2 separate regions of the Mus musculus genome follow, and region 1 is linked to region 2. A link is a contact called in public Hi-C data. All regions are on one chromosome and are shown on one strand. The core of a region is the stretch at or near the end of the contact, and the rest is flanking DNA. Distances in the headings are between cores, read along the strand shown.

Region 1 (4,986 bases), core at 2,440-4,939, 70 kb before region 2:
AATGAGGTTACATCCTTTGGTGGAAGTATGGATTGCTGGCACAAGAGTAAAGTTGTTCATTGGAATTAGGGAATGTAGCACATAGCTGGATTCATGCAATGACAGAGCCAACTCTGCAACTCCAAGGTTTATGAAAATATAATGCAGACACATAGTTATTAGGAATTGAGAGTAGTAAATCACTAGAGAATTAATGATAAAAATAGCAACAAACCCTAGTAACTAATAATAATTAAAACCTTTTACATCTGTGACTAAGCTTTTCAACAGCAAAAGATTTATCCCACATCAACACTCATCTAGGGGAATCTTCGGTCTAAGTCCTATGATATATATGTGAAGGGCATTCATTGTGAAGGGCACCGAGAGAGTATGATGAAAGGAAGGTGTTCAGGAAAGAGCTGACGCCTCGGCTTTTCTGTCCTTGGACACATCTCTAGGGTGCTGGTTACCAAAGTTCAGTCTAATATCAGATTGCTAAAGGACCTCACATTTTAAAAAAAGTCAACATATTTTCCATAATTTAAATGTGTCCTTGTAAACTGTCCAGCTTCCTGCGACGTCAAAAGGAAATCATGTAGACTTGGCACACATTATTCTTAGATGCAAATTAGCTAATGAAATAACTCTCTTCTCATGTTGATCTATCAAGGCTGTTGAAATTAATTCAAGATTAGAATCTGTCATAAAATATTAATCACAGGGCCTATTGGCCCAGAGATCCCTGCTAGCCATGATGCTATCCAAGCCTGTTGCCTTTGATTGAATCTAGCATCAGTTTCTTTTACAGTGAATCAAGTAAAGACAAACAATAGTAACAGTGTTGCTAAAGAGCACAGTGACAATTACTAATGTGCGATAGGTTTTACTTTTTTATTGAACACTGGTGATTAATGCTTCTATGTACAATGTTAAGTCATTCTCCAAAAATTGTAAGATTCTGTTATTATAATCCCAATATTATATAGGTGTAAACTGAGGTTTACAAAGTTGATTAATATATCTAAAGCAAAAAGCTAATCAACAAAGGAGTGAAAAAACTACCCCAAACGTGTCTAATCCAGAATTCATGATACTGAGCATTTTAGGACCTCTCTACAAAAGCTTGAGTTATTTATGGTTATGCCTTTTGTTTGACTTGTCATGGAAGGGGTGCACTGCTGTGGTCAAATTTATATCAAAGAACTAGTGTAGAACCACCAATGCTTCCAACTATCACAGAATGAACGTACCACATTATCACCTTGAAACATCTCAATTACTAACTTCACAATTTAACTGACGACTAAGCTGAAGGCAAAGCTAAGTCAGACATTACTACCTTTGCCTTCAACTCAGTTGTCAGTTAAATTGTGTTTGGGTAAATATGTAAGCTTTGCAACTGATATCAGGGAGATTGTTACAGATTTGAAGACAATGTATACTTGAACATCACAGGTGCTAAAAAACCAATCTTACAAGAGTGGTTTGGGGACACATATAGTTTAGGCAATGGGAGTGACATGGGAGTAGTATATTTCACAGCAGTAGATCCTGGGTGTTGGCTAGAATCTGACTTTTATCAACGGATCATCTTTAATACATCAGTTCTTGACAACTAACTGGGTCTTGTCAAGTGAAGACAAAAATCATGTGCGAGACAGGGGATACAAACTTATAGTACAATGAGGTATGACTGTGAGGAAATAAACAGGAGGATTGCAAAGATTGAACTAAGGCAGTTTCCATTTTGAAAAGACATTTGTGAAGACAGAATCAAGGCAAGGACCCAATACAATGGAAATATATATGTATAAAGTGAAAAGGTACAAAATTATATTACATTTATGATTAACACTGAACAATTTCCTCTAGAAAAATGAGAACTGTACGTTACTTGTTTGTTTATGTTTCTTCCATCAATGCTTTGAACTTACAGAAAGCCTTTTGAAAGTCATAATTTCACTTGTGCTTTTTAGTACAAGCCTTCAGAGTACAATCATGTCTTTGAACAATGTGCCAGATGGTTAGATAAACACAGCTACCATCAGATGGGTGAATGGCTTCATTTTTCATCTTCCTACAGCTTGAAAATGGATATACAGTAAAGCTCTCATGTTCTCATGAAATGTGAGGATTCTTCTTCAGGACTAATCTTTCTCCATCAGGCAGAAAATCCTGGTATCAACTAACCAAAGATTACTCAAATTGTCTCCTGGACTCTAGCTGTCTCCTCCTTAGCCCCAACACCCTCAACCCCGTTAGAGGCATGAGCGAGGCTGAGCAGCGACCACCAGGTGGCGCCAACCTACAATCAGGGAACAACATATTTATTGAGGCCCAATGTTTTTGCCAGGATTACTATGACTAATTATGATCTCACATATTTGGTGACTAAGTTTTCAGACCCTGCTGATATTATTCTACAGATAATAAAATTAAGTTGTATAGTTTATTCATGTTTATACAGTATGCTACTGTCTATAGTCCAAAGTCAGGCTCCACAGTAAGTATATAATCAGGAGTCTAGGAGCTCACAGTCCAATATAGCTCCCTTCTACCCACGGTATGAGGTAGAACTGACCATTTCGGAGCCTATGCAATCAACTACAACTCATTTATGCTGCACTGAGACCGAAGGACTATGTTGTGTAAGCATGAAAGAAAATAAAATCCAAACAAACAAAGCTCAAGGTGTGTTGCTAATACACTCACTCATACTCTGATTTCGTGTATTAATCATGGACATTTTTTTCTGTAATGAATACTCAATAATTCAATCAATATTTCTCTGGGGATCAGCCGTTACTCATCACGCAGGAAGCTTTGACTCCAATCTAAAGAACCATCAGACCTCGTGTTCAGGAGTAGAGGCAGGAGAATCTCAAGTTCAAAGCCATCCTCCTTTCCTACTGTGCAAGACTGTAGATCGTTTTAGTAACATGTCTCAAAAGAAGAAAAGAAAACAAACAAACAAATGAAACAAAACCCTAACCACCACCGAAGTCTAGGAACACCATTCCACGTAATTTAACAGCTATCTGACAAGAATTGGTAAAATATCCACCCCAAGGTGAGTATGATGGAGACTATGGAAAACACTGTCATGGTTTCTAATGTAAAGGACTGAGTAACCTATTAGTGGAGTTGAAATAAATGGAAACAGGGGAGGGGAACGCAGATAATGTAAGACGAGTATTAGACGCAATGACAACGCAGCTCTTATCAGAGAACATGGAAGTGACTGAGCCCAGGGATGACGAGCACAATCTTATACAAAAGACTAAGAGTTTGATTTTTTTGTCACGAAGGGAGGCTGTGATATAAACACTCTGAAAAGAAAGAGCTGTTAGCCATTCGGCTTCATCTCTTTGCTTTCCTCTGACTCAGTGGTTCCATTTGGGTTAATTCGATCCTTGACGCTCCCAGCAGATTCTTATCAGGGCAGTTTTGTAATAGCTGCTGACCTATCAGTGGGGAATATTGAGAGACATGCACGGAGTATAATTTTTCAGCAGCCACAGGGCAGGTGATGCTGGAAAGGCAGCTCTCTTTTAAATGTATCAGCACTTCCAAGTCTGCAGCGCATAAAAGTTGCTCACAGTTTGTATCTGTGCCAGGAAGATGAAGGCAATGCCTGCTCCACACACCAGTGGTGAGATGTGTGATTTCACCCTTGGAGAATGTGACAGAGTAATCGACTTTGATGATTAATCCATTGTCACAGGAGGCTCAGCATTGGTGGAGATGAATTTGCTGCCTTAAGTGACTCCCCTGTTGTGCTGCATTCTTTAAAACTCTTAGGGAGTTGATACACGGTGAGAGGGGATGAGACTGCAAACCTCAGGAAGTCACTCCGACTCTTTTAGACTTGTGAAAAAGCACACAAGGCAGCTACATGTTTTCTTTGGGCGTCCAGATTTGACTAAATCAAGGGATCTTAGAGAATACATCCCTTCTGGGAAATTCTTGATAATAGGAACACATGATCTCACACAAGGTTTAGAAGACTTCCTGTAAATCATGGAAAGTGTGTTAGAGGGGCTCTGCGGGGCACTGCTTCGTTATTAACATACCTGACCCAGTATTATCACATGTAGTATATGAGTCACATACACTAACATATCATGTATAACACAATGGGCGTATATATTTCTTCACATATATGCATGTTAATGAAAGTCACATAAACAGATGAATACATGCTACAAGTTACTTCTTACAAGTCAAACCAAGAGAAGTCATTTTGCCTGCTAGCGTCCCTTTTCCCTGACCTCCAAATGGACATGGTTTCAGATTATGAAAAACTACTTGAGAATTTAGCCATTCTGTCTTTGAGAGAAAAGACAATAATATTATATTTATAATTTATTAATACATATTATATTAGAGGCTACATATAGCTCAGGTGGACTGAATAGGAAATTGTAGGCTTCTTGGCCCAAACCCCAGAACTTCTGAATCAGGAGGTCTGGATCAAGGTCTGAGAAATCTACAGGCCTCCTCTCAGCAGAGGAGTCTGGAGCAGATTGTCTGAAAACCACATTTTGACAATACAAAAAAAATTGTAACTGAATAAGTTAGATGTAGACTGGGATTTAGCTCTATCACTCTGTGGCTATTTATCACTAAACAAAACCATTAAAATATATAAACTTTAGTTTCAATGACAGCCTAATAAAATGTTTACTATTTGACCCCCTAAAAACATGTATGAATGAGAGTATATAGACACACATATAAAGGCTTCCTAATATATTTGTAGAAATCACATGTAGTACATAATACAAACCAAATAATAAAACATATAGCTGTCTCTCAGCACAGCAAGTTAGAATGCACTTTCTGGTCTTTGAGCAATTTTTGTTTCCATAGTCAGACTAAGTTGTAGATGACCGACAGCTGTTGTTCTAATATGACTGCTGCTCCCTTGTTCTGGTGTCCTCGCAAGGCTAAAGTGAAACACCAAAGACATATATCAGAACATAGTGCTTGCCTTAGGGATGA
Region 2 (5,515 bases), core at 1,310-3,809:
CTCTGGGTAAAGTTAAACACTAGCTGGCAGACTACTTTGAAAACTGGCTATCATAATGTTCAAAGCTATTGTAACAATGTTCAAACAAACTTCAGCAGACCCTCTGTTTTAAGATGAATCATGGTGCTGATAAGAAAAAGTATTTGTTTTTAAAGATTGATCAGTTTGATTGGGGTACAGAAAGTTTCTTTCCCGAGCTAGATCACGTTAGCATTTCTATCATTATTTTATCAGTGCCTAGCACAGAGAAGAAAATCAGTAAAGTATTAATTTATTAATTGCATGACTAAATGTGTATACAAGTACAGCTTGGAACTTTGAATATTAATCTGATTAACATAGGTTGTGCGATCGCTGCCCTTTCTGTTTTTGAGCATTTCCTCTTCAAAGACAAACCAAAGGAAGAAAAAATAACATCACTGAGAAGCATTAGTCAATATGTCAAAGAAAAAACAATAACCTATAATCTTGCGCTAGACAATGGTGGCTTCAAAAGCCGTACCAACTCTTTAAAAAAAAATAGTCATGAAACTAGTCCTGAGACTGAATGCCAGCTTCTTATTACAGGAGCTACTTGTATTGCTGAGTTTCATGCTTCTGAGCTGCAGCTTTCTCCTCTGTAGAATAGAATTATTCTGCTTGTATCATGCAGATGTTGGAATAATAAACAGGATTGAAAACAATGAGAACAGTGTGTAGAGTAGAAAAAGTTTAATGCCTGATGAACAGCTATTATTAGTATTAATATTATCATCACATTAATAATCACACTAATATAAGATTGTTCAGTTGTTGGAATCAAAGATCAAAATGAGAGAATCCACTCCTACATGTGTTCTCTGACCGCTAATGTGTGTCATAGCACATGTGTTCCATACCACTCACACAAATATTATATACAAACAGGTACACAAATAAACAAATAAATGTTAAAAACAGGGAAACATTGTGTCCTATTAATAACAAAGTCAATGGTTTCTTAAGGCATCAGGTCTCCGAGTTTATGATATATTTTTAAGGCTAGATAAGTAGACTCAGTGCTACTTAGTGAAAGCTATAGAATTGTTCCTTCTTAAATAACAGATAGGCATGTATTCTTATACATCATCACAAAGGCCTGGTGCTATTGTCTGCTAACTCATACTTTTTTTTTTTTTTTTTTTTTACCCTAACGGTAGACTTGGTTGAATGGATAGTAATCAGGGGTATTACAGTTGTCTTAACACACACAGACAGTCTAGGTGTTTCCCCATAAAAATTCCACCAAGAAGCCACTGGAACACTGTACCATGGAAGGCTATGAAAACAAGTGTCTAGAGAGGGTACGTGATTGGCGTTGAATTCATGTAGAGCCTTTACAATGATACCATGCTCTCACATATAAAAGAATCAGTAGTAAGGGGAAATGAGGGCTATTTAATAGTATTTCATTATTTTGATTGGCATTTTGACTTAGTACAGAGACCTAGTGAGTGAGTTATTTAGAAATACCTGCATGAAAATAAACTTTGAAACTGAGATGATTGAAACAAACACCATACAGAAGAAACTAAAAGTTTAGCTTTGAATATTCCGATTAGTTCTCTCATATTTTTCATAGAAAAGTAGCCATGCCTCCTACTCCATGGAAAGAAGAGAGTACTTAGGTGGTGGGTTTTAGTAGCATTGGAGCATGCACACTTCTCCAGCAGTGTACTCTTTAACTCCAGTGTGGGGCTGTTGAGTGTGTTGCCTCTGGAGATAAGGAAATGAGAATTATCTGGGGTCTGTTGAGAATAATGGCGACAAACAGATGACCAACAAACCTGGCCTTTCACTGTCTGGATGACCTAATTACTTTCTGGAAGGACATGGGATAGTTGAGGCAGGAAAAACACATCAGATTAGGAATGTTAATGTCAAAAACTGTCTTATCTTTTCTTTTGGCTAAATAGAACGATTCCAGCTTGTCAAATAGCTGTAAGTGACAAAAATGTGACTTTTAAATACTTATTTTATGGATGCTTAGAAAATAAAAGCTTTATAGTTATATTTATTCTTGGCATTAGCTATATTTAACAGTATTTTAAGTAAGTCTGAGTCATCAATAGTAACAGGATGAAGCCTATTTTTATTCTTTAACAAACACTACTAAAATTTTCCCAGTTAAACCACTTTTATAAAATGCTATACATACAAAATTTATATTTTATTTAATGATATGCTCTGAGATAGTTGGGTCCTGTGGTAATGGTATTGACACAGAATTCACAAGTAGTGTGTGTATGTGTGTGTTTGGCAGGAAAACAAATAAGGAAAACAGAAATGTCGGCAGGAACCTATATTTTTTCCTTAGTGAAAGCTCAAAAGACTTTGGCACTGATGGTCCATATGTTCAGGTACCTGGACACTGCCACAGGCAACCCCGTGCTGTGGCAACAGCTCCAAGGCTGTATTTAAGTTACTAGTTTTTATGACGCTACTGGCTCATGTCCAGCTAGTTCTTTTAGGCTTCCAGCATAGCATAGGAATGCTAGTGAGAGTCATAGTGAGTCACTGTTTCTATATTGCTCAAAAGTCATGTTTTCACTGGTGTTACTGTACTGGCAGAAGAAGTCTGGAGCTAGCCGCCACTTCCTAGCTGCTTATACAAGGAAGGGAAGTCAGAAGACAGAAGCAGACTGAAAATAGAGTCTGGGCAACTGGATCAAGCTGTTCCTAAACTCCAGGATATTCCTGTAGTCTCAGCTATACAAGAAGATTGTACCCTCTATTCTCCACAAAAATGCACTATACATACACCATACACACATATACTGCATGGACATATATATACCACACACACACAGACATAGACAGAGACAGAAAGACAGATGGACCGAGGGACAGAGACAGAGACAGAGACAGAGAGACAGACAAACACAGAAACAGAGACAGACACAGAGACAGAGACTGACAGAGACAGAAACAGGCAGAGAGACAGATAGACAGATGGACAGAGACAAACACAGAGACAGACTGAGAGATAGAAACAGACAGAGAGATAGATAGATACAGGGACAGAGACAGACAGAGACAGACAAAGAAAGACAAAAACAGAGAGATAGATAGACAGAGGGACCGAGACACACAGAGGTCAGAACCTATAAAACCACAAGACTTATTTCTATATTTTTCTACGACTCACAGAAACTCAGGATACTCTGCCCCCTCCAGTGTCAATCTGAGTACTCAAAATTACCTTCAATCCTTTCTGAAGCCTTGGGAGAGACCTGGGTAGCCTGATGTGGTTTCCCAAAGTTTGTTACTCAGGAAAGCACTGTTATGGCACTAACTGCAGGAGAACTAAAATACATTTTCAATGACTGCAGTAATCGGCCAAGCATTACTGCCAACATACATGGTGAGTTTTCAAGACTAATTATAACATGCAGCAAGTATTTGGTCATTGGCTCTTCTTTAATTTTAGGATCCTACAGCATATTTGGGGAGAAATATTATACTTTAAGATATATTCTTTATGAATTTAGGGTATCATGATCTGATTGTTTTGAAGGAACTTATGATGAAATGGTTGGATAGAGAAAGGTAGGATCATATTGCACAAAGAACACAGGGTTTGGAGTAGCAAGGACCTGGATTAAAGTTTGCCTCTATTTGTTAGGTTGTATGACTGCAGAACATTATTTGGTCTCTCCCAATCTCATGCAGAAAGTGGAGAAAACATGAAATGTCTTAAGGCTTCTTATAGAGAGGATAGCTTTTAGTGTGTAGAAATAAACCTTATGCTAAATGAACGTTTATCAGCTTCATGACCACAATCCACAACTTACCTAACTAGTTCTCTTACCTATCTTTTGTAAAACAGAGACACATATCTGGTATGTCACAGAGGATGAGAGGAAATGATGCACTAAAGGGTTCATTGCAGGTCAAGTATAAGTCTTATAAATTCAACACTGGTGAGTAGCCTTCAACAGCCAGAAAGAAAAAAGGAACAGCAATTCATGATATTCATTATTTGAAAACCTTCTATGTGATATGCCTATTGCAGTGATTTGCAGCAAGTCATCTATCCAACCCATCAATTAATATCTCTTCCCTTCCTTCCTTCCTTCCTTCCTTCCTTCCTTCCTTCCTTCCTTCCTTCCTCCCTTTTTTCCTTCCTTCCTTCCACTTTGTTTGTGCAGAGAGATTGCCTGGTCAATGGCAGAGAATGAATACAGCATACTCCTTATTCTCAGTAAATAGACAGTAGATGGGATAGGAAAGAGAAATAGCTAACTTCTTGCATCTGCTTTTTTGGAACATAACAATTCATCATAAGAAAGACAATGATAATCAAGAGGAGAAGTGTCTATGATTTGTTACAAGATTGGTAAAGAGGACCTAAGGAGTGCCCCAAAATAATGGCCATCAATGTACAAAACTAGTACATGGTTAGACTTGGTACATGTTTTATGAGTTAATTGATGATAAATAATAATCTTCTGAAGATTTTCCAGAACATGCTTATTGACAAACAGCTTGAAGAATAGACAACTATAATACAAAGACAAAATTGTGTTCAATGCTCAAGTTAAAGCACTAGACTGAAATGACTCTGGAATTATAATTTTAATTAAGAATTATATTCCTTAAAATAATTCCAGATATAAATGCATTGGGTTTGGATCATTTGAAAGGAAGGCTATTTACACTATCCTTTCCTACTGTATCCCTACAGTGAAGATCAGTTATGATTGGCCAATAGAAATCTAATCATCGTAATGGGTCTGATCCACCAAGAACTTCTCCAAACCGGGATTCAGTATGTACAGACTTGTACATTGACTCATGATACTCTATTCTGACACGTGATAGTGACACAGACAAAAGAATTCTCACTTCTCTTTTACGTAAAAGATACAGTCAGAATATCACCGATATTTCAAGTTAGAAAACTGGTGGCTCTGTGACCAGCAATTATGGAAGGGAATGGAATATAATCAGACCCTGGTTAGCTTGCAAATTCCCTCTTTCTGGTGTTTCAACTTTCAAAGGCACAGGGTAGTTTGGAGGCAATCCTCTTATAAATGTACAAATTGTAATGATTATAGGAACAAGTTGTAATTGTTTCTAGCAAGTTTTTAAGAGTCTTTGATGTAATGATTAGTGTTTCATATGTTAATATATGGATAGAGATGCTTATTTGCTTGCTCCCTTGTATGCTTTCATAGTTTCTGGGTTCAATGAGCAAACAAATCTTTGATCTCAGTAGGTCTATTTGGTTAAAAAAGAAAGCCGAAAGAAATGAAACATGAGAAGCAAAAGGCTTTGCAATATTCACGAAGAAGTGAGACTTGGGAGGTCTCTGTGTGAATGCTGAGCTAGTCGGTAACTTAAAGATAGAAAAAACACACAAGGCTATAACCCCCATACCCCAGCCTGCAAAACTCAATACACAAGACCACATTCCTGTCTCAATGAGAATTGTCTCCTGATGTGTCATCACTGAACTGCAGGTCCTTTTGTAGCTACAAGACCTTGGCTAGGC

Evidence for each region. Hi-C and Micro-C count contacts between places; a contact is called where the count stands out from the background.
Region 1: a Hi-C map of adipose-derived mesenchymal stem cells shows a contact between it and region 2, with 1.7 times the contacts expected there. The contact joins two enhancer-like sites. A contact is called at or near these places in 5 of 484 Hi-C or Micro-C datasets (adipose-derived mesenchymal stem cells, macrophages, nephron progenitors and 2 more) and 4 of 115 datasets of contacts at active chromatin or transcription factors (embryonic fibroblasts, embryonic stem cells, pancreatic cancer cells and 1 more).

What each region holds. Positions count from the first base shown.
Region 1 is chr15:41,027,199-41,032,184 of GRCm38.p6, reverse strand. All of the region lies in intron 5 of Zfpm2 (zinc finger protein, multitype 2), which reads right to left. Among named protein-coding and RNA genes, the nearest start is that of Gm46502, 140 kb to the left of the region's middle. Within about 2 kb of position 3,689, at least 42 of the 459 cell types and tissues checked have an H3K27ac peak or open chromatin away from gene starts, as enhancers often do. A contact at or near this core is called in adipose-derived mesenchymal stem cells, embryonic fibroblasts and pancreatic cancer cells, where this site is marked.
Region 2 is chr15:40,955,370-40,960,884 of GRCm38.p6, reverse strand. All of the region lies in intron 5 of Zfpm2 (zinc finger protein, multitype 2), which reads right to left. Among named protein-coding and RNA genes, the nearest start is that of Gm46502, 220 kb to the left of the region's middle. Within about 2 kb of position 2,559, at least 55 of the 459 cell types and tissues checked have an H3K27ac peak or open chromatin away from gene starts, as enhancers often do. A contact at or near this core is called in adipose-derived mesenchymal stem cells, embryonic fibroblasts and pancreatic cancer cells, where this site is marked.